Linked DNA regions of Salmo salar: region 1 is linked to region 2. A link is a contact called in public Hi-C data. All regions are on one chromosome and are shown on one strand. Each heading gives the region's core, a stretch centred on a gene start, on an enhancer-like site or on the middle of the called end of the contact. The rest is flanking DNA. Distances are from core to core; before and after follow the strand shown. Region 1 holds the start of LOC106583494 (protein BTG2). Region 2 overlaps znf76 (zinc finger protein 76).

Region 1 (4,086 bases), core at 741-3,240, 34 kb before region 2:
CAAAGCCACCGAAGCCATAGTATGTTCACTCTGCTACCGTCCGGCAAATGATACCAGAGCATCGAGACAGCTAAATAGACACAATGCTAAATAGTCAATTAATGGTAACCGAACTATCTGCAACTGACTCTATCTTGTAAATGAATCTACGCACACTCACTAGACTATATATATCAATCAATCAAATGTATTTATAAAGCCCTTTTTACATCTGCAGATGTTACAAAGTGCTTTAATGCAGACGTAGAAGCACAAATCATATACACACTCACTTACACACACAAAACCCACACCCATTCACATACACTTCATACGCACACATATAACACACACACATAGGCTTACATACACATTACACGCAAACACTTTTACACTCATCATTTGCTGCTGCTACTCTGTTCTTTATTTTACTCGTATTATTATTTATCCTGATGCCTAGTCACTTTACCCTGCTTTAATGTACATACAGTTGTACATACAGTATCTTTTTGGCTTCCCGAGTGGCGCAGCGGTCTAAGGCACTACAGATCCGGGTTTGATCCCAGGCTGTATCACAACCGGCCGTGCTCAAGAGTCCAATAGGGCTGCCATGCCCAGCGTCATCCGGGTTAGGGGAGGGTTTGGCAGGGGGGCTTTACAAGTAGGCCGTCATTGTAAATAAGAATTTGTTCTTAATTGACTTGCCTAGTTAAATAAAGGTAAAATATTAATAAATAAAATGTACCTCAAATACCACGTACCTCTGCACATTGACCTAGTACTCCCTTTATATAGCTCCATTCTCGTGTATTTTATTCCTCGTGTTACTACTGTTGAGAAGAGCTCTTAAGTAAGCATTTCACGGTAAAGTCTACACAAGTTGTATTCTGCGCATGTGACAAATACAATTTGATTTGAACAGAGGGTTAAACTGGCAAACTATTATTTTCATTTACGACCACTAGATGTCCCTGTAGTAGCGCCAGAGGACCCACAACACACACATACACACGCACACACACTTGAACGTTAAACCTGAACTCTGTGATTTAACATTTTGTTTCTCACAGCCGAGAAAGTTTATTCTGCCTAGTCTTTTATTTCCCCATATACAATTGTAGTAGCACTGATTAAAGCTGGAGGCCTTAATTGAAACAATTACAAAGCATTTACCCCTCCTCTGTTTTGGTCAAAAGCTGAAAAACATGAAGTATGTGGTAGCCCACAGTTGTGCCTGAATAATTGTGTTATCTGGCATGGGCCTGTAGAAATGTAACCACTCTCAAATTCATCAAAAGAGCAATGGATGCAAGGACTGACCATCCATATCAAAGTTATAGTTGTAACCATGTTTTGGAACTATACAGTTTGTTTACATTTACATTGTTTACAAACATTGGGAGTAAAAAAGATATATTTGGGGTTCTGATGGGGAACGACAGTTGAACCAAGCTCATGATGCATTTATTTATAAGTTATATTATTCAAGAATCAATTGGTACAAAATAATGTATTTATAAGTGTCTAATGTATGTAGCAACTAAGGATTCTAGCTTTAAATTAAATATGTAAAATGGGATGAGTATTTTTGTCAATACTAGGTTCATTTGTTTGGCTAAACCGGTAAAAAACTGTTTTTCTTCCAAATAGCCGTCGCCGATGTAGGCTACATGGTATATCTGTAAACAATAACTCTTTGAGCCGATGTCAATAGTTGTTGAATACGCTTGTTAATGTAGTAGAAAACCACATTTTATCGCTTGAAATTTACGGTAAGTAGCTTGTGTTTTTTGTTGCACAGTCGTCACGAATACTTTAGAGCAGGGTTAGACGTCAATTTCTATATTTGGTGATGGACGGAACCTCATTTGCATTTTACACCCACCTCGGTTTTCCACGATGTGAACCAATCACATCGCACGGGGAGCGCTGTGTATGGTTTTTCTGTGAATTTCATTGGTTAAAATGCCAATCACTCAAAACTTGCAATTAAGTGACATCACATATTCTGTCCCTTGATAAAAAAGAAGCCACAAGCTGTAGTGCGAGCACAGACAACTTGGAAGTGGCACTTGAGCGAAAAATAACATCAAACGCCACTTCCAATCGAACAAATATTTTGGATAAATAATGCTGATTGTTACTTTGGCTAGAGCCAACTTGTTGCTTTGATATCACTGCTTCTGACTTGAAGATTCATTTTTGCTGAAGGATTCGTCCAGGACTCGCATAGCTACTTCCGCTATAGCTAGCTAACGTTACTTCGGTTTCATACTGCATTACTGTCAAACTCTTTTATTTCCTACGAGCTGAAATAAAAATTTTGCTGGCAAAATGAACCAAGGATACTCATCTAGAGGTGAAATGGGACCCGAAGTAACGGCCGCTGCGACGTTTGTTTCCAGGTTATTGAGAACAAGGGGCTTCCTGAGTGAACACCAACTTCATGATTTCAGAGATTGTCTTCAACAGTCATTATCAGGTAATTTGGTTGGCTTTTCCTGTAATAAAAAAAAAACGTTTGGCTACGAACTAGTTATTGTGGAAATGGCTGCATAGTGTTTTGGCTAGTTAGTTGACTAACGGTAGCCTAGCTAACGTTAGCTAGTCTTGGCTTTGTCTGTTCCAACTGACAGTCAAATCGAACTACTTTTTTAATCTGATCGACGTTAGTCAGCAAAAGTATCTAATATATATATATATATTTATTAGGTAATGCTGGGGGGGAGACAACGAACATGTAATTCGACACATTTTTAAAATAATTTTGCAAGTCAGCAAATTCGTTAGCAAGCTTCCTCGTTAGCTTAATTTAGCATAATGTCTCGAGCTGATTGTAGTAGGCCCAAATTCATTAGCTGGTGCTTTGTTTTCAAAGCAACAAGTTAAGTTGACTCTTCTAGTTTCGTGCCTTCATTCTGATCATTCTCTCTTCACAGAGCACTACCAGAACCACTGGTTCCCAGACAGACCACAGAAGGGCTCTGGCTACCGCTGCATCCGAATGAACCATGAAATGGACCCAATTATTGGCAGGGCTGCTGGTCGGATCGGACTTACTAGCGATCAGCTCTTCGCCCTCCTTCCCCGGGAGCTGACCCTCTGGGTGGACCCCTTTGAGGTCTCTTACCGCATCGGTGAGGATGGCTCCATATGTGTCCTCTATGAAGCAGCGGCCCCAGCGCCAGCAGCAGCACCAAGCCCCGACCCCACACAAAACTGCAAGAATCAATTTCTGATCGGTGGCCGCACTAGCCCCCCGAAGAACTACCTGATGACCGTCTCGAGTTAGTGCGGAACCAGGCATTACCTCGACTGGCTACGTGAACAGCGTCAGTGTGAAGCCCGTCGACCACCCACAGTGATTATTTTTCTACTTACATTTCGCAGCATTTACCCCTTTTTTTTTAAATGTGAGTTTTCTTAAAGCACTGGGTATTTGTTGTAGTGTTTCTGTTGGGTTAGCTTTTTTTTGTATTTTGTTTGACTACCAGCCCATTGGCTCTTTTTGCACTACAGAGACTCAGTATGTAGTGTGCTTCTGTCCTGTGGTCTTGGCACACTACAATCAAGCCAGGACTCAAAGTGTAAACAAAACGATTCTGGGATTCTGATGTTAGTATCTCATGGTGCAATAGTAAAAGTACTTCACACCATTGCCACTTCTCACAAATGTATACTAAAGCAATCATAACTGGAGAGTTAAGTATTTGTTCAGGTACCCATACATTTCCAAGATGAACTTTTTAAAAATATGTTTCTGTGTAATTTGGTGTACTGCTGGTTTGTAATCTTACAGGGCCTCTTTTAACCTACCTGTGCCCTGAAATCAAAGACTCAAGACAACGTCTGACATCCTAGTTGAAAAAGAGCTGCCTCTAACAGGTTATACTACCTTAACATGACAATGTCTGCCCAAATCCCTTTGCGTTGAATATTGCTGCCAAACTTTATATCTTGGCTCCTTTTGTGCAATAGTCAGAGTATTCAGAGCAACTGGAGTTTGGCTAAATCTCTCAACAAATAGTCAACTAATTTCAATCCTCTTGGATCCTAGTTGAGAAAGATTTGACTTTTTAATCTAAAATAGCTTTACTTTCAACATGT
Region 2 (3,905 bases), core at 278-2,777:
AGGCCTTTATGGTAGAGTGACCAGACGGAAGTCACTCCTCAGTAAAAGGCACATGACAGCCCACTTGGAGTTTGCAAAAGCCACCTAAAGACTCTCAGACCATGAGAAACAAGATACTCTGGTCTGATGAAACAAAGATTGAACTCTTTGGCCTGAATGCCAAGTGTCACGTCTGGAGGAAACCTGGCACCATCCCTTCGGTGAAGCATGGTGGTGACAGCATCATGCTGAGGGGATGTTTTTCAGCGGCAGGGACTGGGAGACTAGTCAGGATCGAGGCAAAGATGAATGGAGCAAAGTACAGAAATCCTTGATGAAAACCTGCTCAGGATCTCAGACTGGGGTGAAGGTTCACCCCAGCTGCCAAACTAACCGTGATTCAGATGACCATCCTACCCATGCTAGATTGCGGAGACATAATTTATAGATCGGCAGGAAAGGGTGTTCTCGAGCGGCTAGATGTTCTTTTCCAGTGTGTGAATAAGCTAAATGTACAGGTGTATATAAGAATACAGGATTAATGAATAAGCCTTTTCTAAAATGAATTGTGTGTGTCAGCATGTAACAGTATAGCTTCCGTGCCTCTCCTCGCCCCAACCTGGACTTGAACCAGGAACCCTCTGCACATATCAACAACTGACACCCACGAAACATCGTTACCCATCGCGCCACAAAAGCCGCGGCCCTTGCAGAGCAAGGGGAACAACTAATTCAGGTCTCAGAGCGAGTGACGTCACCCGATTGAACCACTATTAGCGCGCACCACCACTAACTAACTAGCCATTTCACATCGGTTACCCTTGTGTATGAGTAAATGAGAGATCTTCCACGTGTTTGTGTGTGTCAGCACATCATTCCAACACACAGATTCATTTCACTCAGATCTGGTTAACAGAGGGAGGAGCCTAGGTCACTCCTTGACCTCCTACCCAGGTTGCACTGTACACCTCTGGCAGGAAGCCAGCTCCTGTGAATGTCTCTTTGTTCATCAGATTAGTAAACCAAGATGACAGCTGATTATACCACTGGTGAGGTCTGTTGTTTTAGTTATGGCTAGAGCCAGCCACCCTATCAGCCACAAGCAGATAACAGGTCTTATGACTTCAACCAACCCAATCAAAAACGTTTTTTTGTTGTTTGAGACCCACCTAATGCTTTTAGGCCACCAAGCCAACAAAACCAATGTTTAGTCAGCAAGTAGTCTGAAAGTATCCTGAAATTGTAATCTGAAGGGAATCCTCCCCAACCCACCAGTCCCAACGCACTATTTCTGAAACACTAGTCTGGCATCACTTAGCTGAAGGAGGTGATTATAGGCTATAAGGGGGGTTCGCTGAGTGTTTGACTTCAGGGAGTTTGTGTGTGGGAAAGTGTGTGAGATTTGAGTGCGTTTTGGTGCTAGGTCTTGAGATGTGTGTGTGTGTGTACTAGGCGTAAGCCCTATTCTCCTCATTCTCCTCTCAGAGACAGGATGCAGCCAAGGCCGCTCTAACACGTGTCAGTAAACACAAGAACTACAGGAAGCGAGGGAGCACGGAGAGCTGGGAGGACCACAATAGAGTAGGTTGTCCAAAGCTCCTCTCTCTGGCTCTGCTCTATATTTCTCCTAACCTCCTCTTACGTGTCTTTCTTTGTATCTCTCCTCGGTTCTCCTGTCTCAAATCTCTCTATTTACTGTTTCACCTCTCACTCTCCCTTTACACCAACTCCTTTGCCTCTGCTCTCTCTACCTTCTCTCTCTCACTCACTGCAGCTGTTGGTCCCGATGAGGCGTTATGTCAGAGCCGCCCCCCGCCAATCAGGTGCTGTTGTCGAGGGAGAACAGAGCAGCAAAGCAGGAAGTAGGAAGGGTGGAGAGGAGGAAGGGTTTGGTGTGTCCTGTGGTCTGCCTGGTGGGAGCTGGTGTTGATTATGGGTGTGTTCCTCTGCTCAGACGTTGCTGACGCATTACAGATCTAACTACACCTGGAAAGGTACTATATTTTACGTATCAGATAACCACAACATATGTTATAGCAATCTGTCAGTCGATGACGTGGCATACGACCATTGGTTGATGGATGTAAAGTCTGAGCAGGGGAATGTGACCAAAACACTGTCGTTAAAGGCTCTCCTCCTTCTGAACAGCGATGAGATCCAGATCACCATACCTCCGTGTTTAGTTCATTTTCTTGGCCTGAACAACTACCAACACCACCACGACAGTCATGATAAAGGGGGGACTAGTTGGAGTGTGGCGGGGCTGGAATGCACTGATCCTGGGGATGAGAGGGCTGGGCTGCTGCTTGGCCATCTGCCCCTTTGTGTGAGAGGCAGGCAGGCTGGAGGGTGCAGGGAGGGGGTGGGCACAACAAGTGGCAACACATAACAAATGAGAGAGGTGGAGACAGCTAGTGGTGGAATGCAAAGATTCAATGGTGACCTCATGTTTTGTCTTCCCCGTTTGTTTTATTCCCAGTTTATTTTTCCACCCTTTTTTCTTTAGCCATGACTTGAATTGTTTCATTAAAACATGCATGAATGAGTGAATTATCATTGAAGACTTATGTCTCTCCTGTTTCCTTGACCTATTATTACATTAAGATGCACTGTTTGTACAGTGACGTTTTATGGTGTTACTGTCTTTGTCTTGTTAAAAAATTACTTTTAAACATAAACATTATGCCATGAACAAAACATCTCATAGGAGAGACTTAAGTCTGTAAACATAATCAAAGAAGCTAATCTTTCTGAAAGAAGGAAAACACCATAGCTGACAGGTCTTTCTCAAAAACATTTTCTTGGTTGAGGGGTATTTTAGGTGTGAGTCTGCCCTCTGGTGGTGAAAAGAATAATTAGATAAATAATATCAGCCAAAAAAGCATTGTGAGACACACAGCAAAGGTAAAGCTATTTATTGACAAATGTACACCTCGGCAACATCAGCATAGATCCAGATACACGACGCAGCTTGATACCGCTGATATTGGGTTCTGTAGTTTTGCAGTTCATTTCTTCAATGACGTAGACAAGGCCAACTTTTAGCTCCTCAGACGGACAGTCTACCTCTGTGAACCGTTTCACAAGTGTTTCAGTTGAAAGAATCCATCTGTTTAAGAGCACTCTCCAAACCAAAACTTCAGAGTAGACGCAGAAGTACACAGTACTGGAAAACTCACTGCAGTCAGAGAAATACAAAACCAAAACAGACGTTCTTGTATCACGATATGCCATTTAGCAGACGCTTTTATCCGTTCTTGTATCACGATATGCCATTTAGCAGACGCTTTTATCCGTTCTTGTATCACGATATGCCATTTAGCAGACGCTTTTATCCGTTCTTGTATCACGATATGCCATTTAGCAGACGCTTTTATCAGTTCTTGTATCACGATATGCCATTTAGCAGACGCTTTTATCCGTTCTTGTATCACGATATGCCATTTAGCAGACACTTTTATCCGTTCTTGTATCACGATATGCCATTTAGCAGACACTTTTATCCGTTCTTGTATCACGATATGCCATTTAGCAGACGCTTTTATCCATTATCGTGTCATGATATGCCATTTTGCAGGCGCTTTTATCCATTATCGTATCATATGCCATTAGCAGACACTTTTATCCATTATTGTATCATATGCCATTAGCAGACACTTTTATCCATTATTGTATCATGATATGCCATTAAGCAGACGCTTTTATCCATTATTGTATCATGATTATGAAGACTAGAGGTAAAATCAAACTGGAGCTAGCTTTAGCGCAGGTGCTGCTTCTCAGAAGCAGCAGGATGAGTATGCTACTGTATTGTGGCTAAAACAAACAAAGAAAGATCAATCTGCTCATGCTCACATCTGAACATTCTAAAGCCAGTCTCCATGACAACGGCTTCTCGGAGTCTCTCTCTGATTGGTTCTGAGTTC

What was found. Hi-C and Micro-C count contacts between places; a contact is called where the count stands out from the background.
Region 1: a Hi-C map of muscle shows a contact between it and region 2, with 9 times the contacts expected there. The contact joins the promoter of LOC106583494 here to the enhancer-like site in region 2. A contact is called at or near these places in 3 of 3 Hi-C or Micro-C datasets (blood, gill and muscle).

Annotation. Positions count from the first base shown.
Region 1 is chrssa22:41,299,614-41,303,699 of Ssal_v3.1, reverse strand. LOC106583494 (protein BTG2) reads left to right here and starts at 1,990. Exons shown (of 2, transcript XM_014167737.2): 1 at 1,990-2,461; 2 at 2,919-4,086. The coding sequence starts at 2,314. The coding sequence ends at 3,271.
Region 2 is chrssa22:41,265,448-41,269,352 of Ssal_v3.1, reverse strand. znf76 (zinc finger protein 76) reads right to left here. Exons shown (of 13, transcript XM_045705511.1): 13 at 2,880-3,905. Among protein-coding and RNA genes, the nearest start is that of znf76, 27 kb to the right of the region's middle. Within about 2 kb of position 1,527, at least 12 of the 13 cell types and tissues checked have an H3K27ac peak or open chromatin away from gene starts, as enhancers often do. A contact at or near this core is called in gill and muscle, where this site is marked.